Regions from separate parts of the Mus musculus genome. Here all the other regions are linked to region 1. The links are chromatin contacts, called in public HiChIP or PLAC-seq and promoter capture Hi-C maps. All regions are on one chromosome and are shown on one strand. The core of a region is the stretch at or near the end of the contact, and the rest is flanking DNA. Distances in the headings are between cores, read along the strand shown.

Evidence for each region. Promoter capture Hi-C pulls out the DNA fragments that hold promoters and counts their contacts. HiChIP or PLAC-seq counts read pairs in DNA pulled down with a chosen protein or histone mark. Capture Hi-C pulls out chosen DNA fragments and counts their contacts.
Region 2: a contact with region 1 is called in a promoter capture Hi-C map of pre-B cells. The contact joins the promoter of Dtd1 here to the promoter of Kif16bos in region 1. A contact is called at or near these places in 5 of 39 promoter capture datasets (the C10 cell line, cranial neural crest, liver and 1 more), 4 of 484 Hi-C or Micro-C datasets (CD4 T cells, the G1E-ER4 cell line, LSK cells and 1 more), 1 of 115 datasets of contacts at active chromatin or transcription factors (microglia) and 2 of 9 other capture datasets (adipose tissue and liver).
Region 3: a promoter capture Hi-C map of pre-B cells shows a contact between it and region 1, with 10 times the contacts expected there. The contact joins the promoter of Sec23b here to the promoter of Kif16bos in region 1. A contact is called at or near these places in 5 of 39 promoter capture datasets (the C10 cell line, hematopoietic stem and progenitor cells, liver and 1 more), 3 of 484 Hi-C or Micro-C datasets (CD4 T cells and cardiomyocytes), 1 of 115 datasets of contacts at active chromatin or transcription factors (astrocytes) and 1 of 9 other capture datasets (liver).
Region 4: a promoter capture Hi-C map of liver shows a contact between it and region 1, with 2.9 times the contacts expected there. The contact joins the promoter of Dzank1 here to the promoter of Kif16bos in region 1. A contact is called at or near these places in 1 of 39 promoter capture datasets (pre-B cells), 5 of 484 Hi-C or Micro-C datasets (B cells, CD4 T cells, CD8 T cells and 2 more), 1 of 115 datasets of contacts at active chromatin or transcription factors (astrocytes) and 2 of 9 other capture datasets (adipose tissue and liver).
Region 5: an HNF4G HiChIP or PLAC-seq map of pancreatic cancer cells shows a contact between it and region 1. The contact joins the enhancer-like site here to the promoter of Kif16bos in region 1. A contact is called at or near these places in 7 of 39 promoter capture datasets (the 3T3-L1 cell line, 3T3-L1-derived adipocytes, the C10 cell line and 3 more), 2 of 115 datasets of contacts at active chromatin or transcription factors (astrocytes and pancreatic cancer cells) and 1 of 9 other capture datasets (liver).
Region 6: a contact with region 1 is called in a promoter capture Hi-C map of the 3T3-L1 cell line, with 5 times the contacts expected there. The contact joins the enhancer-like site here to the promoter of Kif16bos in region 1. A contact is called at or near these places in 9 of 39 promoter capture datasets (the 3T3-L1 cell line, 3T3-L1-derived adipocytes, frontonasal cranial neural crest and 5 more) and 1 of 115 datasets of contacts at active chromatin or transcription factors (astrocytes).
Region 7: a contact with region 1 is called in a promoter capture Hi-C map of liver, with 3 times the contacts expected there. The contact joins the promoter of Ovol2 here to the promoter of Kif16bos in region 1. A contact is called at or near these places in 3 of 39 promoter capture datasets (cranial neural crest and liver) and 2 of 484 Hi-C or Micro-C datasets (both in embryonic stem cells).

Annotation. Positions count from the first base shown.
Region 1 is chr2:142,900,853-142,905,217 of GRCm38.p6, forward strand. Kif16bos (kinesin family member 16B, opposite strand) reads left to right here and starts at 2,113. Exons shown (of 2, transcript NR_131921.1): 1 at 2,113-2,389; 2 at 2,503-2,720. It overlaps Kif16b (kinesin family member 16B), which reads right to left and starts at 612. Exons shown (of 26, transcript NM_001081133.2): 1 at 473-612. The coding sequence starts at 519.
Region 2 is chr2:144,597,754-144,602,118 of GRCm38.p6, forward strand. It overlaps Dtd1 (D-tyrosyl-tRNA deacylase 1), which reads left to right and starts at 2,200. Exons shown (of 6, transcript NM_025314.3): 1 at 2,200-2,338. The coding sequence starts at 2,296.
Region 3 is chr2:144,554,510-144,558,874 of GRCm38.p6, forward strand. It overlaps Sec23b (SEC23 homolog B, COPII coat complex component), which reads left to right and starts at 1,720. Exons shown (of 20, transcript NM_001252544.1): 1 at 1,720-1,815. Gm34292 (a long non-coding RNA gene) reads right to left here and starts at 2,126. Exons shown (of 1, transcript XR_003953925.1): 1 at 1-2,126.
Region 4 is chr2:144,525,638-144,530,002 of GRCm38.p6, forward strand. It overlaps Dzank1 (double zinc ribbon and ankyrin repeat domains 1), which reads right to left and starts at 1,777. Exons shown (of 21, transcript NM_172859.3): 1 at 1,643-1,777; 2 at 1-59. The coding sequence starts at 51. Polr3f (polymerase (RNA) III (DNA directed) polypeptide F) reads left to right here and starts at 2,108. Exons shown (of 9, transcript NM_029763.3): 1 at 2,108-2,288; 2 at 3,066-3,183. The coding sequence starts at 2,227.
Region 5 is chr2:144,438,874-144,443,238 of GRCm38.p6, forward strand. No RefSeq gene overlaps it. Among named protein-coding and RNA genes, the nearest start is that of Gm46768, 21 kb to the left of the region's middle. Within about 2 kb of position 2,633, at least 99 of the 459 cell types and tissues checked have an H3K27ac peak or open chromatin away from gene starts, as enhancers often do. A contact at or near this core is called in 3T3-L1-derived adipocytes, hippocampal neurons and pancreatic cancer cells, where this site is marked.
Region 6 is chr2:141,388,190-141,392,554 of GRCm38.p6, forward strand. The region is part of intron 5 of Macrod2 (mono-ADP ribosylhydrolase 2); the gene reads left to right. Among named protein-coding and RNA genes, the nearest start is that of Gm25583, 250 kb to the right of the region's middle. Within about 2 kb of position 2,617, at least 4 of the 459 cell types and tissues checked have an H3K27ac peak or open chromatin away from gene starts, as enhancers often do.
Region 7 is chr2:144,329,441-144,333,805 of GRCm38.p6, forward strand. It overlaps Ovol2 (ovo like zinc finger 2), which reads right to left and starts at 2,640. Exons shown (of 4, transcript NM_026924.3): 1 at 2,321-2,640; 2 at 1,464-1,681. The coding sequence starts at 2,420.

The DNA of each region.
Region 1 (4,365 bases), core at 863-3,362:
CCCCCATGTAAACCTTAACTTATGAACTGCTAACTTTCTGTTTAGACGATGGGTTCACGTTCAAGGACCTGAAAATTCTCTCCAGATTAGAAGGTAACATGATTAACAGAGACTTTGGAGTTGGCACAAGTGAGCGTGTGTCTGACAGCTCGGGGAACCCCTCACACTTCCATGATCGCCCCCAAGTATTTCACTTCACCAACGTGGTTCCTTGGTGTTTTTTTTTTAAAGGGCGAGCAAGAGAGCCTCACGTTCTGGGATGGGGACTGTACATGGAAATCTCCCCGGCCTCGCGGACACTTCCCCTCAGAGTCCCCTTCAACGCGGGAGAGCTTTGCCCTTCAGGACCGCCAAGGCCACTGGCACGGCCAGGTGGGTCAGGGGTTTGTCCCTTTCAATCCAGACCGGCCTCTGAGCGGGGCTGCCCGGGGTTGGGGTGTGGCGAGGGTGGGGGGCGGGAGGCCCCACTCACCTGCGATTCATGGGCCGGACTCTCACGGCCACCTTGACCGATGCCATAGCTCATCCCGGCCCGGCCCGCGGGGGCTTCCAACAGGCCTGCGCCCCGCGGCCGCCGGCCACTCCAGCGACTGTGCCCGTGCCCGCGCCCCCGCCCACTTCCCTCTCACCCGCCCCTCGGCTAGGGCCGACCTGGAGTTGCTAGGCGGCCACACCTGCCAGGCCACTGAGCATGCCCAGAGCGGCTCCGGCCCGCGTGATCCACGCACCGGGGTTTGGCAGCTGCCTACGGCGCGAAGGGGCGGGGCCCGGAAGTCTGGGCCCCGCCTCTTCGGTGGCCACGCCCCAGCGCAGCCCCACCTCGAAGTCAATGGCAACCGGCTGTGCTGTCTCTAACTCGGAAAGTCAAACCCAGTCAGGCCCAGGACGATCACTGCATTTAGAGCATTCTCAAGGAAACCGAGGAATGGACTACCGAAAACGAGCATTGCAACCAATAACATGGTCCTGACTTTATACGGCCCGTGCTCGTCAACTCATCTGTCTTGTTGAGAAGCGAAAGGTCGTGGAGAACTCTGAGGGACTGCTCTGTTTCTTCAAAGAGTTCTAAGCATGTGTTCTGAACCACAAAATTTAGGGTACCAAGAAAACAAAGGATCGAGGATTTTTTTAGGCAGATAGAAATGTCGTTATATTGGTTGGAATCATATCTAAAGGGAGTTTTTGCATTTTGGGGACAGTTTAGCAATTTAACTTTAGTCATTGGATCAAAAGTGAGGACACCCGCTTTCTTCTTTCTTTCTTTCTTTCTTCTTCTTCTTCTTCTTCTTCTTCTTCTTCTTCTTCTTCTTCTTCTTCTTCTTCTTCTTCTTCTTCTTCTTCTTCTTCTTCTCCTTCTCCTCCTCCTCCTCCTCCTCCTCCTCCTCCTCCTCCTCCTCCTCCTCCTCCTCCTTCTCCTCCTTCTCCTCCTTCTCCTTCTCCTTCTTCTTCTTATTCTTCCCTTTTTTTTTATGAGCTAAAGCCCCTGGCATCAGTGATTTCTTACCGGGCTATCTCCCTGTAAATTCATTCAGTTAACCCTATGCCTTCACCTGTAAGTCACCTGCTGGACACAAAAACTCCAGTATCAACTATCTTCCTCCTGCCCCAGTCAGGGTCGCTCAAAACTTACAGACCAGCCTTCCTCCTGGACCCTGATCTCCTGCCTTTGCACTTGCTGATGGAGTATAAAGCAAGCCTACTGACTTGCTCCTCCTCACCCTCGAGGTCTCTAACGACCACAATGGAACATTCTGTCCTCAAGACCAGCATATCCCCGCTATTATTTCACTCCCGGGCAGATGACTTCGGTTCAAATGGTCTCTAGAAAGCTTAGATGTGATGCTGCTTAAGTCCCTGAGGGGAGCCGAAAAAGTCTCCCGGGTTTTTGGCTCGAACTCCAATACTAGCTTTGAGTCTTCCAGTCTGCCTCGCCTGCTAAACTGGAACTCCAAGGGTTTAATAATAGACTAAGTGAAATAATACGACGGCCAATGTGTGGTCCACTAGTACCAGGAGTCCTCATCTCAGCTTTCCTAGAACCCTTCAAGGTAGGGTAGAATCAGAACGTCCCCTTTGTTCGGAGTCCTACAAAGCCTGGACTAAGGCGCTTACAAGTTTAGAAATGGGCGCAGAGTCAGCCAATCAAGGGCGGGAAAACTCGGAGGGTTGAAAATGGGGCGCATGCGCAATAGCAGAAGCAGCGGGCGGGTCCAGGCACAGCCGCCAGCCAGGCTGCACCCGGCTGTGGCAGCCACGGGCAGGGGCGGAGCCCGCCGTATATGGGAGCTGCTTGGGGACAAACTGTGTAGGGTGCGCTCTCGGGCGGGCAGGGCTTCAACACCCTACCAGCTGTAGAGTCGCTGAGAGCAACCAAGACAACCAAGAACAGGTGTGCGAATTCTGCACTCAACTGCAAATCACTTGTTAATGTGAGTTCCTGTTCCTGGAGGTTTTGCTTGTCCAGTTTGGGCTTATGCAGGCCATTCTATCCATAATTTCCAGCAGCCTACACGTGTACATAATCCTCTGATTCCAACACCACCTTGCGATTTGACACAACCGACAAAGTGCTGCGGCCCACGGAACACGAACAGCAAGCCTGCGGATTTTAAACTAGAAGCAGCGAGGTTTCTCGCCAGAGAAATGACTGAACAGCCACCCCTTGATTAATTTACTCTCTGCACCAAGAAAAATGAATAAACAGGAAGGTTTTTAAGGGCTTGCTCATCTTCTCAAATTCCAATGAATCTCTGGTACCCCTTTCATTTGTTTCTGTCTTTAGAAATTTTAGACTTTTTAAAGTCTTCCAGGACTTAACCTGCACAGAAGCTTCCTCCGGAAGTCAAGTGTGAGGCTCCCCGCGTGAGGCTCCCCATTGACTAACTGCTAAGCACAGCATCAGTTTGGTAAGGACAACTGCCAGGAGAACTGTTACTCAGAAGAATCACCAAATAAAGTCTCTTAAAGCTCCTGAACGTGTATGGGGGGGGGGGGATTACCTCTATATAGTCTCCTCTAATTAAAATAAAATGTGCAGCTGTAGTAACATCTGAAATTTTGATGATACTGGAAATCACAGATATTTAGGGACTGTTGCAGCTCTCTCAGATTGTTCTTCCTTTTTTATTTTGACTTTGAAATTAGGCCAGTTGTGAAGCTGATACTATAACTTGTTATTTAACAAAAGGACACATAACTTCATTATATTTATTTTCTATACTGTGGTTCTTGTTCAGAAACATTGGTTTTTGTTTTGGATCTCATATCGTTTACATGATGGATGTAAAACAGTTATTCTGGGGCTGGAGCGATGACTCTTGCCAGTTAAGAGCACTTGATGCTTTTGCAGAGGATGGGGACTCCGTTCTCCGCTCCTACATCGGGCAGTTTACAACCATCTGTAACTCTAGGTGATCGAATGTTCTTTCCCAGCCTCTGCCAGCACAGGTGCACACTACACACACACATTCAAAAGTAAGTCAGGCATGAATATGTAAAGGCGTGTGTGTGTGTGTGTGTGTGTGTGTGTGTGTAGGCAGGAGGTGACTGTTTTGCAGTAACATTCTGAACTTCATTTATTGTTGAATTTCTTGCTGGTCCTTTTTTTTTAAGATTTATTTATTATTATAATAATACACTGTAGCTATCTTCAAATGCACCAGATCTCATTATGGGTGGTTGTGAGCCACCATGGGGTTGCTGGGATTTGAATTCAGGACCTTCAGAAGGGCAGTCAGTGCTCTTACCCACTGAGCCATCTCGCCAGCCCCTTCTTGCTGGTTCTTAAGCGACCTTATCATTTCCAAATAGGTATTGGTGATTTACAGTCCCTAAGTCTTAACAACTTCAGTACAAAGTGAGAAAACCCAAAACACTATGTTGATTTCACTTCAAAGCATTTAAATCATCTGGGAAAAGCCTCATCAGAAGGAAAATACTATGGACCCATTAGCTATACTTTATTCTTTTTCTAGACTCTAGAGAGTAAAATTGACTTACTCTTTCACAAATAGGACATTTTTACAACTTTGATAAACATATTTAAATTGGGTCTTAAGACATAACTGACATCTCATAAACACCTTTATGTAATAAGTGATACATAAGTACTATAAGCATTATTCACACGGTAGGTATGCTTTTGTTGTTGTTGTTGTTGTTGTTTTGGGTTTTTTGTTTTGTTTTGGTTTTTGAGACAGGGCTTCTCTGTGTAGCCCTGGCTGTCCTGGAACTCACTCTGTAGACCAGGCTGGCCTCGAACTCAGAAATCTGCCTGCCTCAGCCTCCCAAGTGCTGGGATTAAAGGCATGTGCCACCACTGCCCGGCCACAAAAGTATGCTTAATATCTCCTTTGAGGGATGTCT
Region 2 (4,365 bases), core at 950-3,449, 1.7 Mb after region 1:
GTCTTCTCCCATTTTATTTATTTTGTGTGCACGTCTGTGAACATGCATTTGCATGTGATATAGGGTGCATGTGGAGCTCAGAGGACATTTAGTGATGTCAGGGAGAGGTCTGGGGATCAAACTCAGGTCATTAAAGGCAGCAAGTGCCTTTTCTTTTTCTTTTTTAAAAAAAGATTTATTTATTTATTATATGTGAGCACACTTCAGCAGTCTTCAGACACACCAGAAGAGGGCGTTGGATCCCATTACAAATGGTTGTGAGCTACCATGTGGTTGCTGGGAATTGAACTCAGGACCTCTGGAAGAGCAGCCAGTGCTCTTAACTACTGAGCCATCACTCCAGCCCCCAGGGAGTGCCTTTACCCATTGAGCCAGACTTTTTTCCCTGGATGTGAAAAACTGACTACTTGATAGAATGTTCCTGATTTAGGTTTTTTAAACAATTAGATGCAGAGTCTCCTGCAGTGCAGTTTGCATTTCGATTGTACAGTTCCACCCTTGAACTGATGCTCCTGCCTCTCTACCTCCTGAGCGCTGGGATTCCAGGTAAGTGTTGCCATCCCTGGCTTATATGATGCTAAGGGCTGAACCTAGGGCTTCCTACATGGTAGCTAAGTACTATGTTCCACTGAGCTACACTTCTAGCCCCAGGTTAAGTTTTGTTGTTGCAGAATTACCACTGTATCCTTCAATATCAGGAAGCATGTGACTGACACCCATTGATCTTGCTGCTGCTGCTGCTGGTGGTATCCTTGACAATTTAACTCATGCAATTTTGCATTCACTATTTAATATTTAAGCATAATATAAAAGGCTCCCAGTCCTTAGCACAACTGACTCCATAAAACTCAGTATGTAGATAGTACCACTTGCCAGAGTGAAAAGGAAGACCGAATCTATCAAATGCACTAAGCTTGCCTTTTGACTTCTGTAATTGCTTTAGCCTAACTGTGCTTATTAACTGAAGTATGTCAACCGAGGAATTTTTTTTTTTTTTTTGCTTAAATGCTCACTCTAAAAGAATCTGAGCTTTAATGAGATCCTGAACACCCAGTGTAGTTGCCAGTTGGCTAATAAAGACTTTCTACTGGCTTAACCCCGGTCTGAGTAGTCTTATCTGATGGATACCCCACAATAATACACATTTCTAGGCCTTTTTTGTTTTTGTTTTTGTTTTTTTGGGGGGGTGAGGGGGAAAGCAACATCTCACTCTGTATTTCATGCTGGCCTTGAACTTCAGCGTGATCCTCATACTGCAGCCTCCAGAATGCTTGGATCACAGATGTTCAACCACCATTCCTTAGAGTATTTCGGGCCAAATAACAGTTCTATCAAATTGCTTTCTAACAAATGCTTTTCTGAATCTGCTAATCCTGGAAGAGGCGTTCAAAGCAAAGACACTCTGAAATGGGTGAACTTTTTCTGATACTCCTATTTCGTTTTTAAGGGAAAGTCTCATTACATTGCCCACATTGGTGGTCTTGAACTCATGGACTTAAAACACTTTCCCGCTTCATCTCAAGTAGCTGGGACTATCTCCCCCCCCCCCCATTCTTCTTTTTCTTTGTTTAATTATAAACACATGGACTACCACTGGACTATGAAGATGTTATTTTTTAGTGATGAAAACTTAGTACAGTAATAGCTATACAGTTCTTTGCAGCCATCTAAGCATCTTTACAGCCCATCCAAATTTCCTAACAACCCTATGATAGGGCTAAGTATTAGATTTGTATTAGGAAGGAATTAGAATTCTAGACTGATAGACCTATTAACTATTGTGTCTAAGGTAAATCAATAGTTATGTAGTTAAATGGCTATGTTAGCAGCAGGTCCTTTTGTTTTTAGCAACAGGATTGCTGCTGAGGCTACAGAACAAGTGAAGATTTTGGAAAATCTGTGACCGGAGGATTGGAAAAGAGGGAGAAAAGCAGGAAAAAAACTTAAGGGTAAAACTGAAAGAGAAAGAAACTGGAGCAGAAATTAATGAGTGTCTGGACATAGTGGAGACTAGGCTGGCAGTTTGGGACTATAGTGCTTAAGAAGGAGTTCAGGGGTGGATAGGGCGGCGCCTACCACAAATGGACTAGGTTATGCATAGGTGACAGGTGAGGGTGATTGACATGGGCGGGGCCAATTGGATAGGTGTGGCCGACGTGGGCGGGACGCAGCTCTGTGGAATGGGTCCTCACGGAGCTCTTCCGGTGTTGCCGGTAGAGGGCGCCGGTCGAGGAGCCACCGGCGGAGTCGCAAGGTCTGACCACACAGCAAATTCCAGTCGCTACAGCCGCCGCCATGAAGGCCGTGGTGCAGCGCGTCACTCGGGCTAGCGTCACAGGTCAGTCGGGCGGGCCGGGGAGAGAGCAGCCTCTGACCCCCGCGACCCGCTGTTCCGTGTGAGGGTTCCCCGCAGCCCCGAGTTACCGGGCAGCCTCTGGGCAGCGCCGTGGCCGAGAAGATCCGGCACGTGCCTGGCCGCTCATGGGTTCAGGCTCCGTGCTTTCGTTGCTACATAAACCCTCATCTCCGTCGTCATCACCATTATAATCATCATCATTATCTTTGTGAGTGTGTGTGTGTGTTCCTCACAGACAAGGTGCCAGAACCTGTGAGCATCCCCAGGGCCCGTTGTTGAATGCACTGTTGCACAAACAACACATAGGGGAGATTTCCGGAGCGGAATCGCTCGTTTATCCACCGCTCTGTCTGAGATGTAGCATTTTAACAACCCCCTTTTGCATATCTTTTCTTTTTAAAATAGAACTTGGCTCATGATAAAATGGACAGACGGAGGAATTGCTAATTGTTTGAGCTCTGGCAGCTTTGAGCAAATATCTGCTGGCATCCTCACTGGGTGCAGAACATCCCTTGCTTGCACCTGGATGTCGGTCTCTGAACCTTCAGCCATGGGTCAGAACCACAGAATTCAAGATGACGTGCTTCTCTTTCCCATTAATTAATATAGACCCAGATGCTCAGCCATTAGCCATCAGTTGAATGTGGGAGGCTAGTTGAAATATTCAGGATCCAGCTACTGTAGTTATTTGAAAAGTGTTAAAAAAATAGAAACGACTGGTGCCATTCTTTTAGTCTTTTAAGTTAAAGAAATAAATACATTTATTTATTTGGTGTGTGTGTTTCTGTGTGTAACAGGCCAGAGAACAATTTAGATGTGCCACCACCATGTGGGTCCTTGGGATTCAACTCATGGAATTAGGCTTGGCAGCAAGTCTACCCATCACTCATTTAGCTAGCTTGCTTTCTCTCTTTCTTTCTTTCTTTCTTTCTTTCTTTCTTTCCTTTTCGAGACAGGGTTTCTCTGTTTAGCCTTGTCTGGCCAGGAACTCACTCCGTAGACTAGGCTGGCCTTGAACTCACAGATCCACCTGCCTCTGCCTCCCAAGTGCTGGGATTAAAGGTGTCTACCACCATTGCCCAGCTGTGTTTATAGAGGCAGAAGTACATTTTCAGGTCAGATGCCAAGGCCTGTAGTCACAGCCACTTTGGAGGCTGGGGAAGGAGCTGTGTTGAGCCCAGGAATTGGACAACAGAAAGCAGATTGGACAACAAAAGAGTCTCTAAGATTCCCCCTCCTCACCAAAGCTTCAGATCAAGCAATACAGATATCTTTTTCTTTAAACCATTTTATACTAAATACATGGTTTTGAGTTTAAAGCTAGACCCAAGACTCCTCCCCAACCAAGTAGCCAAACCACATATTTAGACTCGAGAGTCCACCTTCTAATCCTGCTTAATGAGTTGCAAGCTGTTCTGTTAACTTTGGTTTTGGAAATCATCCTGGACTAATAAGGAGCAGAATAGGAGAGGAGTTTATGGGACTCTAATAACATTTCAGTAAATATTGAGCACATGAAAACTGGAAAAATTCACTGATGAAAGATGGTTTTGCTCTTTGGGGGGGAGAAGCTGTCTACTTGATGTGGTTATCACCAACAGATTTAAATTTTGAGCTTTGGCTCCTTAAGCCCCCAATCCCGCTGATCTGGACTTTGGAAAATGTACCTTTGCTTGTAGGTGGTGGCCTATTCCTATCATCCCAGCACCCTGGGTTGAGTCCAGCATGGGCCACCTACCTGGTGAGTTGAAGTGCAGACTGAAGCTACCTAGTGAAACCCTCTCCTACCAAACCAAGCCTGGCATGTGTGAGGCCCTGGGCTGGCACTTGCACAAAGTGTCTAACACTCTTGGGATTTCCCTAGGGAGCCCTTTGATCATACTCGAGCGTAAGCTAATGAGAAATTTCAGGATAAGAGTGAGGGAGTGACCTGAATGACAGTCACTTGCTGAGAGTGGATGGGCCATTGCCTGTAGTTTCCAGGTATGTTCCAGGATATGTTTGAGTAG
Region 3 (4,365 bases), core at 470-2,969, 1.7 Mb after region 1:
ATATCTTGCTACCCGCGTTGAGTCACAATAAGTTAAATTATTATATTTCTCCAATTAAAAGATCTGTGTTACAGAAACAAGTACTTTGTTTGTTTTGTTTTTCGTGACAAGGTTTCTCTGTGTAGCCCTGGCTGTCCTGGAATTAACTCTGTAGACTAGGCTGGCCTGGAACTCACAGACATCTCCTTGACTCTGCCTCCTGAGTGCTTCGATTAAAGGCATGCACCACTATTGCCCTGCAAGTATTCTCTTATATAAATAAAATACTTCTAAATTCCCCCAAGTAAGGACATTCAATCTTGTATATTTTGAACATGCAATTAAAAAAAAATCCTCTCTACAGAAATTACTAGTGTAGAAATAATCCAGGTCCAAAAATTGAAAGGGAAATATTTGACAAATAAAATCATATTAGTGTTTGTTATTTAAAAAGCGACTTCTTTTTTTCAGCGTTAGATATAACGAACATGTATATTTTATTTTACATTTTACCTTAGGAAGAGATAACTGCATTTCCCAAACATAATTTAAGGTTTTAAACATGCCATCATTAACATTGTTATGTTTATGATGATGAGAAAATGTAAATTTATTTTAAAGATTGTAATGCAAACAGTAATATTTTATAGTACCACCTATTTAAACTTAAGTCCCTATGATTTATAGACGTCAAAAAGTTTGATTTAGCCGGGTGTGATGGCGTGTGCTTTTAAATTGAGGAGGCATAGGAAGATAGAAGAAAGCAGGGCTTCCTGAGTTCCAGGCCAGCCAAACCTACAGCTAGGCTCTGTCTTAAAGAAAAGTTTGCATTAGTAGGAAACTGGGTTATTTAATGGGTACTCTTTGAATAACATGTCTTAGCATAACTGTAAGATTTTAGTTGGCGGGATGAAGGGTTGGTTGAGTGGCTATGTGTATACTGCTGGAGTTCAGTTCCTAGCACCCGTGTTAGAGGATACACAATAGATTCTTCTGGCCGCTGCAGGCACTACACACTCGCTGAATTTGCTGCTATTTATTTATTTATTTATTTTTGCCACTTGTAAGAAAGTGTAAAAATGACTGCGGCGGTCACAGAAAAAGCTGTGTTACCCATCAAAACGGACTCTGATAGTTTCCTTAAGTGTCTGAATAAGACCATCCCCAATTACTCACTTCCTTGCTGGGGAATGGCAGGAGGATGTTCACCAGAAACAGTTTTTATTGAGCACAGAAACCACAGCAGCAACGAGAAGGGAAAGTTTTGTACCGCGAAGAGAGGACCCGCACCCGCACTTGCTGAGCTCAAAAAGATCACCAACTAGCGGCCGAGACTCTCTGTCCCCTCCTAGCCCCTTCCCGCAGGCTGAGGGCCTCTCCGGACAACTCCGGGCTACGCGTCCCTCTTCTCGCTTCCCGGTAGCTAGGCGATGAGAGGGACTTCCCCCTGAGGCAAACAGACGTCATGTTGTGTCAGGGCGGTCCCCTGAGGAGTGCTGGATGCATTTGGATGACGGTTCCGCAGGCGCCGAGGTTCTGTGAAGGAGAAAAATTTCAGGATATATTCAAGAAAGTATGTATCCTGAGGAATTCTACATTCTAAAGTTTGTTGGGTGAGAAACCACAGCCTTGCCCTATTCAAAGATGGAGGCGCAGCTTTTCTGACTGTTTCACTTTCTCGGGTCAGCCAGAGAAGCGCTCTCTGATTGGCTAGAGCATGGCGCCGCGAAATGACGTTTCGGAGCGGTGACCAATCGACTGTGAGCTGAGGTGGACTTGGCGGTGGAAGCCGGAGTTGAGCTCTGGTGTCCGTGGGGCGCGGAAGGTTCAGTCCCGGTGAGTGGCTCCGGACAGGTGAGCGGCTGGCTCTGCAATGGTGAAGGGGCGCATAGGAGGAGGGCCGAAGCCAGACAGGCCGAGGCAAGGTGGGCTTGCTTATGGGAAGAATCAGAGAGAGTTGATGACCCAGAAGCCGGCTCAGAGTGACTCGTCCGCGCCGTGCCTGAGAGCCGACGGCCGGTTTCTGACTCCTTAGCCCTCGGAATTGGGGTGTTGGTGGTGGTGACTCGAACATCCGGAAGGACCGAATCCCCATGAAAACCTTGAGTTTTGCTTTGTGATAAGTGAAACCAGAAACCAGATCTTCAGTACAGGATTAGGTATTTAACTGTGTCTACAGATGGTTACTAAGTCCTGGAAAGTTATGTCCTGGAGAGCTTAGAGGGGCTAAGATATTTTATTGGATGCCTTTCTTTTATCCACTCACTCATTCATTCATTCTCTCTTCATTCACTCAGTCATTCATCCATTCGGCTATTTACCTCTTCAGATACCCTTACTCGTTGAGAGTTTGATAGGAGCATTTTTCTCAGCACATAGAATTTAATAAAAATACATAGAACGTCAGAGGATTCATGAATTCACTGAAAGCCTCTGTGGATTACGTGTTTAGGATTAAGAAGCTGGTTTAGAATAAATCGAGGAAAGGAGGCAGTGGGAAATAGGAGCAGGTGTTAATATGTTGATACTCGGGGACTTATACATTTACGTAAAGAACTTTATAGAGGGGTTACCATTATTTAATGGGGTTTGCTGAAGTAACTGCTGGAAATGGCGATGTTAGAATGTGCTGTGACTTATTTACTACCCCCCACCCCCACCCCCGCTCCCAGGCGCCTAAGTGCTTTCTGTGTAGTTAGGGTTTTATCTTCTTGTATTTGCCAGAACTAACAAGTAGATGTGTTAAGAGTTTCAGTTGGAACAGACATTTGGGACTTTGTTGTATAGAGTCTGTATGGTAGAATAATTAATTTGCTTTTCTGGGTATGTAAAATTGTCCTCACCCAAATTATTTGCAGGATATATCTATATATCTATATCTATCCCTATGTAACCCAGGAGGCTTTGTACTCTCTTGATTCTGCCTCAGCCTCCCAAATATGGAAATTACAAGAATATGCTTCCATTCTCATTTCACAGGTTTAGTCGTCGTCTTCTTCTTCTTCTTCTTCTTCTTCTTCTTCTTCTTCTTCTTCTTCTTCTTCTTCAGTTCAGTTTTCTGGCTTTCCTTTTTTTAACAGTCTACTTGCTTAAACATGTCATTTGCATGTGTGTGCACCTGTCAAGCCACTCATAGGCAACTTTTGTGATCTTAGGTCTTTCCTTCCATCTTTTTGTGGGATCTGAGGCTCTAACTCAGGCTGTCAGACTTGCGTGGCAAGCACTTTACCCCCTGGACCAGTTCATTTTGCTTTCCGGATTGGCTTGCTCAGTTGACCTTCAGTCACTCATGTGTCAATGTATTTTCAATCACACGTAGGATGCATTTGCTTAACAACATTGGGCTATCCGAGTCTGAAAGCTTCGTCTGAAAGACTTAATTGTTAAAGAGTCTTTCAAGGATGATCATAAGCAAACATGGTGAGGAAGGAGAACATGGTGAGACTCAATACAAAAGCAAACTTCCTTTCATAGTTGTGGTATGCCCACTAGAAATGCTTCAGTGTCAAGCTGCTTCCTGTTAATAACCGGATTCTCAGGTCACCATACAGTTCTGTTCTCTACAGTTAGCAATGTGGTGGGGGTGGCGGGGGGACAAACAAAAATCAAGGTTTCTTGGCATGTGGCATTTCATACAGAATTTACTTTGATTGATAAAGAAAGGAAGGGAATCAGGAAAGTTGTTGGATCATGAAACAGAATTTGAGACTTACCTTTCGACACATAGTTGAAATTGGCTTGTCTCAGAACTGTAACTCAGTACTTGAGTGTTTGCCTAGCACGCACAGGGTCCTGCCTTTGACCCTTAGCATCACAAATAAATAATTACTCGTGATATCCAACTATACAAGTTAACAAATGTTCAAGGAGTTCAACCTCTAACCTTTTTGACTACTTTTTTCAAGTACTACAGAGATGGTTTGAGAAAGTAGCCTGATTATTTTTTTTTTATTTTTTATTTTTGGCCAACTTGACACAAGCCATGGTCATTTTAGAAGAGGGAACCTCAGTTGAATAAATGTCCCTATCAGATAGGCCTGTGGGGCATTTTCTTGATTGATGTATGAGGATCTAGCCCACTGTGGGTAGTGCTACCCTGAGGTAGGTGGTCCTGAATTGTATAAGAAAGCAGGCTGAGCATGTCTTTAGGAATGAGCCAGTACACAGTGTTCTTCCAGCCCCTGTCTTAGTTCCTGCTCTGACTTTCCTGGAAGATGATGGACACTACACAGAAAACACCTGAGCACCTTGGGAGTGAGGGATAGTGTATGAGGGTGGTGTATGGGGGTGGAGTGGTGTATGGGGGGTGGGGTGGTGTATGGGGGGTGGGGTGGTGTATGGGGGGTGGGGTGGTGTATGGGGGGTGGGGTGGTGTATGGGGGGTGG
Region 4 (4,365 bases), core at 527-3,026, 1.6 Mb after region 1:
AGGCACTCGCAGTGGTATGATCTGAGGGGCACACACTGAGCCAGCAGTCATGTTTTCTCCTTATAGAAAAAAAATAGATTAAAAATTTCCATCATGAACCTATGCCTAAACACGAAAACAACAGAGTGCTACTTATTTTAAATGCATTGAAGCCAGAAGAGCATTAAATTAATATGCCACCTACAGATAACGCCCAGTTTAATTAATGAAATTATTACACGTTGGCTGTATGCTTGCTCTTGACGTCTGCTGTTGGATATTCACCTAAACACTTTACATCTAATAAAGACAAACAGATGAATTCGCTAGGAGGCTGGAGCTGCTTTAAAAGGGCAGGTCCACGGATGAGGCAGAGCAGAATCCACCTCTAACGCTCTGAGCTCAGTTCCCTCGAGATCATTCACTCTTCACTGCCTTCAGCCAGTGCGCGCGCACATGCACACACACACACACACTCACTCTCCTGACTTCAAGGCAACTCATTACATAAGGGGAGCAGGTAACTCTGCACGTAGCATGAATTACTTAGAGCCAAATCTTAAAAGAGGTTCTAACCCCCCACAGTCTCACCTTTGCAAACCACTGCAGTGTATTGTATTTTGGAAAATATACTGCAAAGACTGCAGAGCATCAGCTCTCAATAGAAAGGAAGTTGACATGGATATAAACCCACAACCATCATTTCCTATTAGCTCTGCTATTTTGTAAATAACTAGCAGGGCAGAAACCTTATGGGTCTTTTCTTTGAGGTGGGGAGGAGTCCTCTTAATCCAGTATTTGCAACTTGCACTGTAGCTTCAACGATTGTGGCTACATTATTATTCAATTATAATGTACATATTCATCTCACTTTTATAATCAACATTTTGCATCCTCATTTCGCCCCCCGCTCCCCCGAGACAGGGTTTCTCCGTGTAACAGCCCTAGCTGTTATGGAGCTCTACCTGTAGACCAAGCTGGCCTCCAACTCACAGAGATCCACCTGCTTCTGACTCCCAAGTGCTGGGATTAAAGGAATGAGACACCATGCCTGGCTTACAATTTTTCATGTAACAATTTGTTGTTCAGTGGTGAGGTCATTTTTTTTTAAATGGTAGTTGGAATTCTGATCATGTTGCTGTGAACATGTTTGCGTTTTGACATATCTTGTTCTGGAAAGCGAGATAATTAGAATTAAAAGACGAATTTAATGCCTTTTTGGATTCTTCCAGATTGAGGACCAAGAATAAAAACTACAGGTATCTGACCCTTCAGAAATGACGCTGGATGTAGAGGGATTCGCCTACCTTCACATTTCCCTTCGAGTGAGAGTCAGCTAAAATAAAGATAGCTGAAAACTAGATTCTAAATAAACACCGTTGGTTCGAGACTGAAGTGCTCACGGTTAGCTATTAGCTGCTCTTGGAAACCTGGGGTGGTCACTGGACCTCACAGGAAGGAGACAGAGATGGCTGATTCGCTAGGTCCACACCGCAGCCTGGTGTCAGTGTCATGCCACCAGCATCTCCCAACATCCTGCACCTGAACCATCTCCTCGCTGCCCAAACCAGGACCCAGACCCTGCGTCATGCCCTCGGCCTCGCGAGGCAGTCAGAGATGCCTAATTCCCTCCCAACCCAGTGAGAGATGCCCTTCTCCTCACCCTTCTCCAGCCTCAAGGACAGAGATTAAGGACCCCCGACGCAGCACCGCCGCCGCCAACCCGTTGTCAGGTTTCTCACGGTCTCACCACAGCTCCTCCGCTGCAGCTTGCGTTTCCACAGACGCTGCGAACCGCGCCCCGCCCATCGGGAGCCGAGCAGATGATTGGCAGGGAAATCGACATCCTAGCAACCAGCCCCGCCCTTGTCTCTGGCTGCAGCCTCCGTCTGGTACCCGCCTCCAGATCCTTCTGCGACACTTTCTTGTAGGTGTCCAAGAATATGCCTTCTCGGCGGCTGGAAGAGGCTGAAGGGTGCGTACTGGAGCCAGAGGCTCTTGTCCGACAAGCACTGAAATTTGAGACAACGGAAGGGAGTCGCTGTGGCGACCCTGCCGAGCAAGGCGGAGCAGGCACAGCACGGGCGCCCCAAGCCGATCCGATGAAGAAGGCCCAGCGCGACCGGATGAAGAAGGTCCCTCGCCTCTCTCTCAAGCCTCGGTCCCCGGCGCGCGCCTCCACCGGTTCCCGAGACTTCCAGCGCGCTCCGAGGGGCCACTTTTCCTCTAGTCTCGAAAACTGCCCTCATGGCGGAGGTGAAGGTCAAGGTGCAGCCGCCGGACGCGGATCCGGTGGAGATAGAAAACAGGTACTGCAATAAAGCTAGGCTCCCGACGCTAAGCGAGCAGTCAGCTGGGTAGCGGGACCCCCTTCTCTCTCAGTCCCGCGGGGAGAGGCTGGGGTAGACTGGTCGAGCACGCGGGAGCGGGGTTGCCGGGTGTCTGGGCGACCCCCCCGCCCCGATTAGGGAGAGTAGAACTCTTCAGAAGCTCTAGAGCAGCGGGACAGCTTGAAACGTTGTGGAACTGGGTTCTCCGGGATTCTATTAGAGCACTTGGAACGTGACAGCAGCCAGGGCCAGAAGAGAGACCTGCATTTTCCCTGTAGTTCTTGGACATGTGTTCGAATCCAGGATTGCCCGGTTGCCAAGGGAAGTTCTATAAGAGAACGTTGGGGCCAAATGAGGGTTCAGTTTGTGATTACAAAGGACCATTGAGCCAAGTAGGTTCAGTGAGTGCCTTAACTCCCGTAGTGCACATGTGTTTCTAGGTTATAATGTATTTAAAAGACGACTTTCTCAACATTATTATTGTGGATAATAAGTTTATTACACCTCCAAACAAATTAATCCCTCCAGTTTGTTTGGAGGGGATAATTCTCAAGACTCCAGTTATGGTGAATCACTATGCTGCCCCCCACCCCCACCCCCGAATATTCTATTTGCTTTCTGCCCACAGACCTTGGAGTCACTTTGCTGTACTTATTCCCATTGACAACATTGAGCTTTTTAGCTTGACTATCGTGTATCTTCCTTATTTGCCTTTAAAAGCAAGCAAACATAAACCATTTATACCGTTGTTCCTAGAATTATAGAATTATGCCACCAGTTCCCTCATGGAATCACAGATCAAGTAATTCAGAACGAAATGCCTCACATTGAAGCCCAGCAGCGGGCAGTGGCCATCAATAGACTGTTATCCATGGTAAGGTGAAGTCAACCAATTCATGTAATTTGTTGTATATTCTGGTTTTCATTGCTTCCTGTCATATCGTTGTGATGGCTAACCTTATGTGTCAGCTTGGCTGGGCTCTGAGATCCTAGATATCTGCCTGTTTGCTGTTTCTGGGATGTTCTAGAATGTGGTATTTGAACTGATGTGCTGACTGTAGGCAGTGAATGGGCACCATCCAATTTAGTATCAGCCTAAGCCAAAGACATGGAGGACACAGGAACTTGCCCCAGCCCACTCTGAGCCCCAGGGCCAGCCTTCTGCCTTCACCACTCTGTCCTTAGACTTTCGGATCCCATCTATACCATTGACTTCCCATCACCGAGGTTAATGCATCCGGTCTGTGCCATTGATCTGTGCCGCTGGCCTTCTCTAGTCTCCAGCTTGCAGGAGACGTACAAGAATTCTCCCCCCACCTTAATTACACGGAGCAATAATCGCATAATAAGCCTCCTTTCTAGTAAGCCAATATACTAATTGTAAGGCCAAAATTTGTGGCTTGATTCCAAACCAAGGAAAGGATCAGAATGTCTGAATAGGAAGAAAAAAATACTCATCTGCCTGCCATTTGACAAGATGAGGGAACTGCATGCAATTCTGTTATAACTAATTGTTATTAGCTTCAGTGACACAAAAAGACACGTGGGTGTGGTCTGTTCTCAACTTGTTATACTTCCTCCTGCTAGCTTCTAGCCATTCCCTATAAAATATTTCCACTGTGAGTTTTTTGTGAGTTATCAATAGCCTATTGATTGGGGATCACAGGGTCACTCTGAGCTTGTCAAGAGCAGGAAGAAGTCCCACTGAGGGTCTTTAGGATAAAGCACAGCCTCAGCTTCAGAGACAGTGCAGTAGAGTTTCATTGAAGCCCAAGAGCCTAGAGCCCAAATGCCTCTCTTGCAGCATTTGAAAAATGTCCTACCACATACTTTAAATCCCCTATGTCGCTCTTCTTTCACAAACCATTATATGCCTTTTTCCCAAGGACTCTTTAGTTTGGTTTTATTAGTTAGTCTTACACTAGGCCTCTTCTGAATTACTGTGTTTTTGTTTGTTTGTTTGTTTTGTTTTTTAAACTTCTAGCCTTGTGTTATACTTCAAGGCTCTAGATGCAGAGATTATAGGGATAGTCGAATCTTTTATTACACCTTTGTC
Region 5 (4,365 bases), core at 1,383-3,882, 1.5 Mb after region 1:
TCAGCCACGCCTGCTTGCAAAAGATCAACACAATCAGGATTGCTCATTAATAAGTTCCCTCTCAGAAGGATGGGGCAGGAAAGGCCCTGAAACTTTCTCCTGAGTATCCAGCCACTCCTCCCAACCAGTCTTAATGCTGCTTTAATTGCCCATGGCCTTTCGGCCTGGAGGGGCAGAGAACTAGGGGAAGGGGCTCCATCTATACATCCATGACCATGGAGGTCATCACCCAGACTGGGTACAGATCTTCCTTTGGCTGTGTTAAGGTTGCCTGTGCTCCTTCCTGTAACCCCCCCTACCTGTATGTCCTGTAAGTAAGCCTGGTTGGTTCCCCAGGGTGTACTTTGATGGAATTGAAGCTTGAATTGTCACTGGAACAGAGTAAGGAGGGCAGATGTTGTCTAGTCTCCACCCAGGAGAATAGACTCTTACAACACCATGCCAGTAATATTCTTTTCTTTAAGTCCTGGGGTTAGAATCTGTATTATCATGCTTGGCTTTGGCTGAGATCATCCTGGGAAAAGCTCTCTGGCCGGCTGCAGCCTCAGGGACTTTGGTGTTTGTGTGTTAAGAGTGGAAGGGTGTGCTCAGCTTGAGGAAACGGTGCCCAGCAGGTTTCTAGGTGGTTGTACCAGTCTCATCCCTGCCTGGAGCTAAGCCTGTATTTCATAACTGAGCAACGGCAGTGTTTCAGTCACTCAGATGAGGTCCAGGGCCTTGGAGCAATTTGAACTATTTTTAGTTTCAACAAAGATTCAAAAGAAGAAATGTCACCTAGGGACTAGAATTTACTTTTATTTGGCTTATAACAAAAGAGAGAAATAAAATTGGTCACCTGAAGCCCCAGGGGAGAGTGAAAGCAATACTCTTGAATACCTTCTTCCAAAAAAAATTTTTTTTAAATTATTTTATTATTTTATGTGCATGAAGATTTTGCTTGCATGTATGTAAACCGCATATGTGCCTGGTGCCCTCAAAGGTGAGAAGAAGGTGACAGATCCCTTGGAACTAGAGTTATGGACTGTTGTGAGCTGCCATGTAGGTGCTGAGCAGGTGCTGAGAATTGAACCCAGGCCTCTGGAAGAGCAGCTAGTGTTCTTAACACCGAGTCATCTCTCCAGACCTTCTGATTATTTTCTCACTGTGCTAAGTTATAATTCATTAACAGATGCCCATTAGGGCATAGGGCTGTACAGGAAGCCCCAGGGTGCAGGCCTGTCTGCCCTGCCAGCTACTGGGCATCCCAGGGCAGAGATCTTGTCCTTGCCTGCCTGGGTCCTCATTTGACACAAAGGGTATGATTTTAGGAGTAGTGGCTTCCTAGTGTTGCTGTGGGACTGAATGGTTGTGTGTGTGTGACTTGGTTGTGTATAGTGTTCCACAGATGCTCAATAAATATCAACTTCTTTCATCCTGATGGTTTTTTGTTTCTTGTTTTAAAATGAAGTGTGATGGTGCATACCTTGGGAGGAAAGGGCAGGTGGATATCTGTGAGTTCAAGACCAACTTGGTCTATGTAGCAAGTTCCAGGCTAGCCAGAGCTACCCCTACCACCACTACCATCACCCACACACACATACACACACACACACACTACCCATACTCCAATAAAAGAATAAAGAAAAGGAAGATCAATAGTTTAGAACGCAACTTGTGGGCTGGAGAGATGGCTCAGCGGTTAAAAGCACTGACTGCTCTTCCAGAGGTCCTGAGTTCAATTCCCAACAACCACATGGTGGCTCACAACCATCTGTAGTGGGATCCAATGCCCTCTTCTGGTGTGTCTGAAGACAGCTACAGTGTACTCATATACATGAAAAAGTGAATAACTAATTCTTAAAAAAAAAAACAAACCTGACTTGTAGCAAGTATATACGAACACTTGGTATGAGTCTCTACACTCATCTCCCCTTGCAGGCACCAGTTCCTAGATGGACACCCATGAGACCAAGACACCAACAAGGTTTATTAGTCAGGCTCATGTTTAAGATTGTAGCTGTCCGGGGCTGGAGAGATGGCTCAGTGGTTAAGAGCACTGACTGCTCTTCTGAAGGTCCTGAGTTCAAATCTCAGCAACCACATGGTGGCTCACAACCATCCTTAACAAGTGTCTGAAGACAGCTACAGTGCACTTACATTAAATAAATAAATAAATAAATCTTAAAAAAAAACCAACAACAAGATTGTAGCTGTCTTTTACATATGCCTACACAGCACACCGGGTTACTGAGGTAGAGCAGACATAAGGACCAGCAAGACCTTAGGGCAGTAGGAAGGATTTTTCATAACCACTGGGGCCCTGAGAGGATTTCTTGCCTAGCAGAGGTGGAAAATGACCTCGAGAGGCCAGCAACTGTGCAAGTCTGAAGACCAGACTTCAAATCCCTTGCACCCTTAGGTATCTGCTCCCAGGCGGAGACTGGGGGATTCTGTGGGTACAGCCAAGGGGGAGGCCTTGAAGGTTCTGCTCAGCTTCTCAGGCAGGCGAGGTCTCCTGTTTGTCTCCCAAGGCTTGGTGTCTTCATCCACACTTCCTGGTTAACTGTGACAAACCGTGGGAGAGCCCTGGGCCCACCCGCTTCTCCCTGAAGGTGTTGCTAAGGGCTTAGTCATCAGAGGAGCCTTGGCCCATTTGCGCAATTACTGCAACTAAGAATGGTTTCACCCTTCCTCTGACTCTGTCACCTCTGGAAGCCACAGTAAACAGTTCTCGATCAGAGCTCAGCGCCAGAAACGTGGGCGGCGCCCTGCAAGGGGCACGGGACCACAGCTGCAAAAGAGCCTGGCACGGCTCAAGCCTTCGCTGCTTTCATGCCCAGATTCTTGGCTGGCTCTCTCAGCTTTACAGGGAAAGGCTCCTTTCTGTTAATTTGCTTGGCAAATATTTTTTGGCTGGTGTTCAGAGATGATTATGAGAAGTGTGTGGAGAGGCCAGATGTGGTCCCTAGAGTGGTAGTGGAAGATTCCAGAAGGCCTCAGGGTTGGGCAGAAGGTGTGCAGGGTTGGGTTGGGTGAGTCCTGGCCTGAAGACCTGGTAGCTGAGACAAACTGAGTGAGGGTGGAGACACAAAAACGTGCCCCTCACCCTGACCCCCAGGTCAGGCAGCAGGCCGTAGGCCGAAGGCCGCAGGCAGTACTTCTGAGAACGGATAGGAGCACTCGGGTATCTGGTGGACATGCCCTGCTCTCCCTGCAAACTGTCGCGAAGCCATCAATTGGCAATTGTAAGAGCTCCAAAAATCTCATGTCAACAGCTTATTGGAAGCACACCTAAACCGTAGTACAGACCTGATGAAAGAATCACAACTGATTATCAGCAAAATGCAAATCAAAACCGTGGGGACGGCAACTATCAAAACAAAACAGACAGAAAATAACTGGTGCCAGGAGGAGGGAGAGAAACGGGAGCCCGTGTGTGCTCAGTGAGAATGTAAACCATACAGCAGCTATGGAAAACAGTGCCACTGTTCATAACGAAACAAAGGGTAACATCACGGGGGCCCAACCGTTCTACTCTTGGACCCATACTCAATAAAAAGAGAGATTTGAAGTGTTATTTGTATATGCATTTTTTTTGTTTTATTTTTAATTTGTGTTTGTTTAGATTCCCACAGAGACCAGAAGAGGGGGTCAGATCCTTTGTGCGTGTGTGTGCGTGTGTGTGCATGTGCGTGTGTGTGTGTGTGTGTGTGTGTGTGTGTGTGTGTGTGTGTGTTTGTTTTGAGGGGGTGTTTGTTCACAATGGAATATTATTCAGCCTTTAAAAGGAAGGGAATTCCAGCATACGCTGTAGCTTGAGGACATTATGTTAAGTGAAATAAGCCAGACACAAAAGGACAAATAACACACAATTCTATTTATTTAAACAAGGCCTCTAAAGTTCTCAAGCTCATAAAGACAGTAAGTAGACAGCAGTTGCTAGCTGTTGGGGGGCGTGTAGGAGAGTATTGGTATTAGAGTTTCAAATTGGGCAGATGAACGTTCTAGAATCAGGAACAACAATTAATGTATTTAACCCTGAACTATACAGATAAAAATGGCAACCCGTCACTTCTATATTAATGAACCTTACAGCAATAACAGACATATAAGAAGGAAAAACATATAGTAAATATGACATAGGCCAAACAGCTCTTATTTTCGGCCTGGTGTAGCCTCAGACTGCTGGCTGGTCTGCTCTGCTGTGGGTGTGGGTGGATCAGGGGTGAAAGGGCTTTGTCACCACTGTGATTCCTACAGGAAGCCCTCAGGAGCTGCTGACCTCTGAGTGCCTCAGCCGGCCTGCCTTGGACTCACGGCGCTGCAAGTTCCGATGTGCTGTGTGACACCGAAGCCTGGCTTAGCAGTGGAGGAGGCCCACAGATG
Region 6 (4,365 bases), core at 1,367-3,866, 1.5 Mb before region 1:
TTCTGAGGTTTAGGTCAGTCTAGACTGCAGAGAGTAACTTCCTTTCTCCTCTAAAGGCATTTATTTACAATCATTATTCACACTCAAGACGGGCGTGGACCTTATGAGTATATGCTGTATCACTGAACTACATCTCTAGTGCTTATTGCACATTTTATTTTGAGGTAAGTTGCCAAATTTTGCCTGTAACTCACTCTGTCTCCCAAGCAGGAGTACTCATACTCTTGAAGTAGCCAAGAATTGGTTCTGTTTCCTGCCCTCTCCACTAAACAACAGTTCCTGGCACCAACGTTGCAGGCACGATAGTTGTAATTTGTTTGAGCGTGCTGACTGTGTATTAGCAGAATAAGACGCTCTGACTTAAGGAGATCTGTCATTCCATTCCGTGAGAGTATTGACTTATAGTGGTCCCAACTAAGAAAGACAAGGTATAATCCACTGGTTCTTGTGAAATTCACCCACATTATCTCTTATTGCTCCTATAAACCATTAATTAAGGACCATTCAGAGGTTTTAGCTAGAGGGATGGGTGAAAGAATATCTTTATTCCCTACTTAGCAGAAGAAAGGTTTTAAAGTGGAAAATGAGCAGTTGATGATCGCCTTGCCAAGTATAATTAAGAAATCTCAGCAGCACTGGTTGTTCCAAGTGCTGGAAGGAAAATCTGCCGAAGGCTGAGATTTGGCCTTGGTGTAGCTCACACTAGAAACAGCATGCCACTTTTTCTGTCTAATTCTAATGATTGGAATAATCTGTAATCTCCTATAAATAGAATAGCATACTTTATGCTGGTGCCCCACAGCAAAAAGGCTTCCTTTGTCCTTCCTCTGATATTATGTAGGACCTGGGATCAGTTCCTCTATTCCATACCTCCCAATCCTCTAGGACCGCTCTGTTTTTAAGCCATCAATAACTTCTTGTATTCTACAGTTTGCTATGGCAATGTCTCAGCTTTTTGTAAACATTGGTTCATTTAGGAAAGCACCCCGACTTCTGTAAGAGAAACTGAGTGCTACGTTTCACAGCCATGAGAAGAAGACATTGAAAGTACTGGGAGATTCTTCGTCACTGAGGATGTTGGAGGATTTTTGTTTTATTTTATCTGGTTTGGGTTTTTTTTGACACAAGCAGCAACAGGTTGAGAATGTAAATACTTATAAGAAATAACTTGAGTCAGCGCCTATGCTAAGCCCACATTAGAACAGTTGAGAGCAAAGGAATAGTTGAAGTACAGAATGGAGGTTTTAGCATAGAAAAGAAATCACAGAGAATCTGCAGATAAAATGTTAGTGAAAAATAAACAGAATTATGAGAGTGGACTTACAGATCTCAAAGATGAATGTTGACTTGACATAGGATTGTATATGTTACTAAATAGGTGAATTTGCCTGTGTGTGAAGAATAGTTTCAAAAGACAAAGTGACCATGAACTTAAAATCACTTGCTTTTTATTTGTGATTTTTTCCCCTCCAGGACAACCTCATTCTATTAGGTTAATTGAGTCTTTGAGGGTTCTACCAGAGGAACTTGGCTTTATAGAAAGAAAAAGGCTAAAGGAGACAGAAACTGGGAACAAAAATATAGATTTGTTACATTAAAATCAGTTCCTTAGTATGGTCTTGTTTTATAAACTGGCCAATTTAAACATTTTCTTTGATGACAAGGTCCTTAACACAAGAGCCTGTGATTTGATTTGATACAACGAGGCCTACTGCAGAGTTGAGTTCAAAATAATGGCTTCCGATAATCATCGCTTAATAGCAGGGATGAACTGTTTTATAGTGATGGTGATAGATTTGGTTAAGAATGCTAATGAACTTATTTCTACTACACTCAGATACAAATTACCCCTTGAGCCAGTGATACTTCTGTTGTATGAGTTGCCTTTCCCAAAAATGATTATAATTGATCATGTCTAAAATGTATTTAAGAATCCCACCCATCACAATGAAATATTTGTGCAGATCCAGCCTCATCACCTTCCTCTCTCACTTCCTACAAAGTAAGGTGCATTCCAAATCCAATTGCTTATAATAGGCCTATTTATGACCCACATAACTGGCTCACACACAGTTACCAAAAGCTATAATTTAAAGAATTAAGTCCCTCTGGCAAAAGAAGACAAGAAACAGATTTACATGTGTGGATGGAGCAGAAAGCGCTGTTACATTTTAACGGGGAAAATTCAGGAAACCATTGGGACTTTGGAAAGTCAAAGATCTAGGGCAGTATAAGGAACACAGAGAAAGTCTGTTCGTAGGAGGAAGCAGGGGATAAAGAAAAGTTTGTAGGCAAATGTCATGGGAAGAAAAGAATGCAAAACCAACGAAATAGGTAGGGGCTTTATTGGAGATGATTTTATTTATTTTTTATTGTTGTTCCTTACTCATAACCTTTAGAAATTATCATATTAGGGGCCAAATTTCTCAGCATCAGGTATGGTTTCATGACCTCAGTTTTCCTGTGGCTTACCTCTGTTAGAGCCTGCACAATCATCTGGAAATGAGTTATAGAGGTTCTGACTTTTCCTCCTACCCTCTGCTGCATGCTTCAGAGACTCTAAGTGCAATCTAGCTGCACTTCTCTATAGCATTAATTTAGCTAAGACATACACCCCTGCTTTGCTTTATTCCAGGCTCTGCCCTCATTGTCTCCCCCGTGGGCTCAGAATTCTAGCTACACTGAGAGAGATCTTTGTTCCAAATCCTACTGTGAGAGAGTTGAAACCAAGACAGAAATCTATACCAGATGGACAGATTGAAAACTTGAAAGGTGAAATCAGATTGCAAACAACAATGCTTTGGTATTAGGAAGAGTTAAGACCTAGATAAAGGAAAACCGATTTTCTTCCTCTCAACTCAGTGACTTAGAAAAGGGTCTGGGAAATGCTTCTCAGTTTCTGGGTTAGTCCTTTAGAAAGGACAGAAAAACACAAAGTCAGTTCTGCAACCGCAGTGCTTTAAAGCCAAGTCAGTGGAAATGGAGCCCTTGGCACTCAGAGATGGTACCTGGCTCTCTGTGTTTCCCACCATGCTACAGTGGGTCTTTGTTGAAAATAGGTGGTCTTTTCCAGAGATCACTGCTGCTGTGTGTTGAAAAATTGAGAATGCTGTTGAAACACAATATGAATTTTTAAGCTTCCTAATAAGGAAAGTAATATGGCTGAATAATGTTCAGGCAGATTGCCTGTGACACTGTATTTGCTTTGTGTCCAACGCTATCTGGCACTGCGCTATTCCCCAGTACTGTGCACTGTGTTCTATTTAGTCTTAATCAAATGCACTTTATCATAAGTGTCACTTTAGTGCTTTGCCATTGTAGTTATATGTTTTTAAATAGTGAGCTCTCCGTAAGTGAATGATAAATGCTTTGGCTGGGAAAGCATATCATATGTCTGGGCTTGGGAATGTGTAGGCACCGGGTTTCATAGTCACATTAAGATAACCTGGAAATAGATTATATTGTTCTTTCTTTTATCCTGAATACTCTTTAATAAAGAAATAAAACGTTTATTTTTCTCATCAATGAGAAAACCAAGCAAGTATCTTTAGATTGCTCATGGAAGGCATTTGATCAGTTTCTAGAGCACATGAATGTTGATTAAAACTGTTGATAATAGATATTAAAAATCATTAAGCTTTTCAATTAATGTTTTCTATATGTGTCTCTATGTTTGTCTACATATGCCTGTGTAGACTAGAGTTACAGATGGTTGTGCGCTGCCTGATACAGTGCTGGGAGCCAAATTGGGACCCTCTCAAGGAATGGCAAATGATCCTAACCAGTGAGCCATCACTTTGGCACCTTAATACATGTTTATTTAATGAATCATTTTTATTGTAAAATGCATTTACTTATTATGGGGATGAATGAGTGCCATGGTGTATAGGAGGAGATCAGAGAACAACGTGAGGGAGTTGATTCTCTCCGTGCACCACTGTGGCTCCAGGGAATTGAAATCAGGTCATCGGGCTTGGTGGCAAAGACTTTTACCTGCTTCAGCTATGTTTGCTGAGCCCGATGAATTTTAGAACAAATAAGATGGAGATCTGAGGCTAGTATGATGGCTCGGCGTTTAAGCACACTTGTTATTCTTGTACAGTTCCCAAGTTCAATTCCTAGCATCTACATAGCAGCTAACAACTATATGTAATTCCATTTCCAGCAGGTTCCAATGTCCTCTGGCCTCCAGAGGCACTGCTCACATATTGTGCACAAACATACATGCAGGCAAAACACCCATATGCATAACATCAAACAAAATCTTGACTAAGTTCTCATATCATATTAAATATAAAGAATTAGCTATAAATCAGTGAGGAATTGACAGTTATGACACTTTTAAGAATAATTAATCAGTTATGA
Region 7 (4,365 bases), core at 1,390-3,889, 1.4 Mb after region 1:
TTCTCTCCTTATCAAGCTAAGGCTAGAAGAGGGGCAACCGAACTAACTACCTTCCCTCTAAAAACAACTTTACAATTGTCTTTCTAGCCTGGTGATAAATATGCAAGTGGGGCACTTTGTAGAATTTCCCAAAGGACAAGAGCTATCCGCTTCAGGAAAACTTTTTCCCTCCCACTTAACCCCACCCAGTCCAGAAGCTTTCCAAGCTTCACAGTAAACTTCAGCACCCTCTGTGAATTAACCCTCCCCTATCTCTCCCCCTACCCCCCACCCCACCCAGCTCGCAGCAACGAGTCTTTCCGGTGGTGCTGTAGCCTCAAATTCTAATTCAGAACCAAATGCGCCCCAGCCCACTCCGAAGTCCAGCCCCGGGGGGAAAGAAAAGACCCACTCCGAAGCCCAGCCCCGGGGGAAAGAAAAGACCCACTCCGAAGCCCAGCCCGGGGGGGGGGGGGGGGTGGGGTGGAGAAAAGGAACCGCCGCTTTCTTTACCAACTAACTACCGGCTGGGTTCACCCTTCCCTCCCTGCATGGGTCTGGGGGCATGGGTAGCCGATACCCTGGGGCGCCCTAGAATTATGGCCTACTATAAACAAGGTGACGCTATAACGGGCCAGGCTAGGACCTGGGGCTTATGCATAAAACATGTCGCCTCCCTTCCCCCTCTAGCTGGCTGTGAGTCAGCGGGGCAGGATTCCTTAATCCTGGGGGTAGCGGATACCTTTGAACAGGTGGTCATGGAAGTTCCACCCAACATAGTGCTGATGGCCATCCAGATAAAGTGTTGCCTACAAGTCTATAGCTTTTGAGGGGCACAGACATTCCAATCAACTAGAGTAGGAACGCTTAAAAAAAAAATCCGCAGGTGAGCCCTTTTATCTTTTACCCACTAATTTAACTCTTGAAGATTTGAGAGAAAAGGCAAATCTAAACTGCTCTGCACAACAAGTTTCCAGTCTAACAGGCTCCACCAGGGCGCTGGGAATAGCGGTGACTGCGAGGTCCACCGTGTCCTAAGACACAGGAGGGAAACAAAACGCAGGAGCTCAATGTGCCAGGGACTATGTCAGAGGCCATTACGTCTAAGATCCTGGGTAGCACTTCTTTACCGGAGATCTCGGGCTGTCTAGGTAATTGTCTGGCTTTGGACACAGGGTGGGCGGCTGAAGCGGGGTATCTGTGCTTTATCTTCAATGGTTCCCAAAGCCACGGGCGGCGTCAGACAGGGCCATCACCCTGGGTCTAGATCCGCTTAAGATGCTGGCGGCCCGGGCACTGTGGCGCAGGGGACAGGTCACTAGGAGCCTGGCTGCGGCTCAGGGGCAGGTGCAGGAGTGGCGGGCTAGTCCGCGGCGCCTGGGCTCCGGTGCGCGGGCGGGCGCGGCAGGGAGGGGCGCCGGGGCTCCCGAGCCGGACGCCAGGGCGTGGTGCAGGTGGCGGCGGGGGCAGAGTCGACACCCTACCTTGATTTTTGACCTGGCAACCGGGCGCTGCATCGCTGCCAGATGTCCATCGGTGCCTTGGGCGTCGTGAAGCTCTGGAGTTTCAGGCTCCGGCGCGCGCGGGGACGAGCTGCTTTCGGCCCCTCCGGGCTCCCCGGCGCTGCTGCTGCAGCCGCTGCTACTGCCGCCGTCGCTGCGGCAGTCTTCGGGCGGGTCGCGGAGCAGACAGCCCAGGCTCACTGCGGAGGGAGGGGGCCGCACCCCGACACTCAACCACACGCGGCGTCACGCCCGGGCGCCCACGGCAGTTTGACCTGCGGGCGGTGCCGCCGCCCCGCCCCGGACCTGGGCACCTCGCCAAGTGGGCGACGTCCCGAGGGTAGACGAGTCTACCCTAGCCATCCGCCCCTCGAACTAACTTAGGGTGTCGGGAGACGGGTTCTCAGGCCAACCCACGAAGCACCAGGGTCCAAGCGCCGCGGAGAAACCCGCGCGCCAAGTTTCCTCTCGCGCCCGTGGAGGCGGGTGTGCCCTCGTCTTGCCTCGCTCCCGAGGGGTTAGCGGACCTTCACGAGCGGTTTAGAGGACGTAGGGGGCAAGGGAACCCCGAGTGCCTTCCACCCACTTCCAGGCCACTTTGGCCCGCGCTGCAACCAACGGTCCTGCCGCCAGGCAATTTAGCCCTGTCTAGGGAGAGAGCACCGGGGGTCCCAGGTTTCCCAGCCTAGATCCTGGCTCCCCTCTCCCAACACCGCTGTGACCCCGACCGAGACGGAGTAGGGGTGGGAACCGCAGCCCTGATCCCGAGCAGGAGGGCCGCAGTCACCCTGCCCCCACCCGGGAGCCCCGCGCCCAGGCCCGGCCCCCGCGCTCCTCACCTGGGATGTAAGTGTCTGCCCTTTTGTCATCCGGGAGCTCATCCCAGCTGCGGACAGAGACTCCCGGGCTCCTCCTCTTCACCAAAAAGACTTTGGGCATGGTGGGATCCTCTCTTCCGACTGCGGCCCCCTCCTCCCGCTGCTCCCCGCTAGTGGCGGCGGTGGCGCCTGGGTCCCCCCGCTCCTGGAGTCCGGAGCCCACCTTCCCGCCTAGCCTGCCCTCTTCCTGCACCCCCCGCCGCGTTGCTCGGTACTCTCCCCCTCACTCCAGGTTACTCGCAGCCTCCGGGCTCGGCGACACCTATGCCTTAAATCGCGCGTGAGACCACGCCGGGGAAAAAGTTTCATAAGGTGGAATAGAAAAGGCACCAGGAAACTTGGGAGTGAGCATGCGCCCTGCAACATAACGGTGTCAACAAGCTCGCTACCTGTCCGACCGGTTCCGGCGGCCGGGGCTGCCTGATCCAGCCCTTCCTTAGGCATGAATGTTTGCAAAAGAATTTAACGTCTGATTCTTCCCCCCTCCTCTTTTTAAAAAAGGAAGAACATTTTTCAAATCAACCCTCTGCTTCATACCCCTATCACATGCACTTTATAGGATAAAGTCTTTAAAACAAGCCACAGGTTCTCTGCCCCATGCAGCCCGACTGGGAGCTGGGGTCTCCCACGAGTTGGCCCCCACCTCCGAAGTTGATTTGTCTCCATCAAGCAAGCCAGATATTAACTGTGAACCTTGTGGGGCTGTTCTAGGCTTTCTGGAATCTCGGTGGTCGGATGGGGGGAGGGTCCGCAGTATCCTTGTCAGGTAAAGGGAGGGGGGGTTGAGAACTTAAGGCTTCCTTCATCTAGAACACCCCTCAATAAAGCCTAAAAACACCACATCTTTGGAGCACGTCACTTTACTGATCTGTGCCACTCAATCTAAGAAAATAGGGCTTGTTCTACCAAAGCAGCTTTCACCCCGAAACCTTACAGTCTAGGAGTCCCTTGACTCAAGACAAAAGCTAATTGCATCTCATGTGAACGCAGATTTAAAGCGAATGTCTTGTCTTTTACCTTTCCCGTTATTGCCTCCCCTAACAACTGGACCCTTAAATTCGGAGGCAGGAAAATACTCATCCAGGAAGCCCGGGATTGAAAATTGATACAACCTCTCCCCTCCTCCGCCTGCGAAGACCGCAGAAGAGCTTTGAGCTTTTTGTTTTTATTTGTTTCCTATTTACCTTTATTCCTGGAGGGAAGTGTGTGTGTGTGGGGGGGGGGGGATCTGATAAAAGATACTAAGTCTCAAGGGGCGGCCTGCTCGCTTTGGGTACGCTGATGCCCCTATACCACAGCTTTGTTGCTCAACAACCCGCCCAGCTATCGTTGTAGGAACCCGGCTTCGCTGGGTGAGCAGGCGAGTGCTCACTGCTGGAGGTTGTCTGGGCGCGTCTGGCCAGGGGTGCTCAGGTGTCTGCGGTTCAGAGAAGCGCCAGTCTCACCTGCCTATAACAGGACTAGAGGCGCTCCTGGCCACAGCGACCCGGGGAATCCACACAGAGGCTGTCCCTGCCTTCTTCCGCCTTGGAATGGCCTTTAGGGATACAGCAGCCTGGTAACGGATTTCTGGGCTTGGCTGGCGTATTTTCAGGGCACACAGAGAGGGGGCGCAGCTCTGGCGAGGTTGTGGAAGGGAGAAGGCGCACGCACCATGATTATCGATCCGCCCTCAAGGATTGACCCCATCCCATCGGGGAATCAACTCTGAATTATGGGTTTCCTCCAAGACAAGTCGTCTAAGATCGTAAAGGACTTTGATCCTGGTGAACTGGAGGAGGAAGAGATGTCTATAGCGGCACAAGACAGGAGAAATGAGGCTTCTTGGCTATGGAGTCGATGGCGCAGCTTCTGGGCAACTCTGCAGATGTATTTTTATCTGCCAGCAAACGGGAGACTTGCTAGAAAGAAGGAGCGTGGTGAATGAAAGAGTAAAAATAAAACCACGAAGCCACAGAATTATCCTCCATCTTTTAAGAATCTCCAAAACTTCATTCAAGATTCCT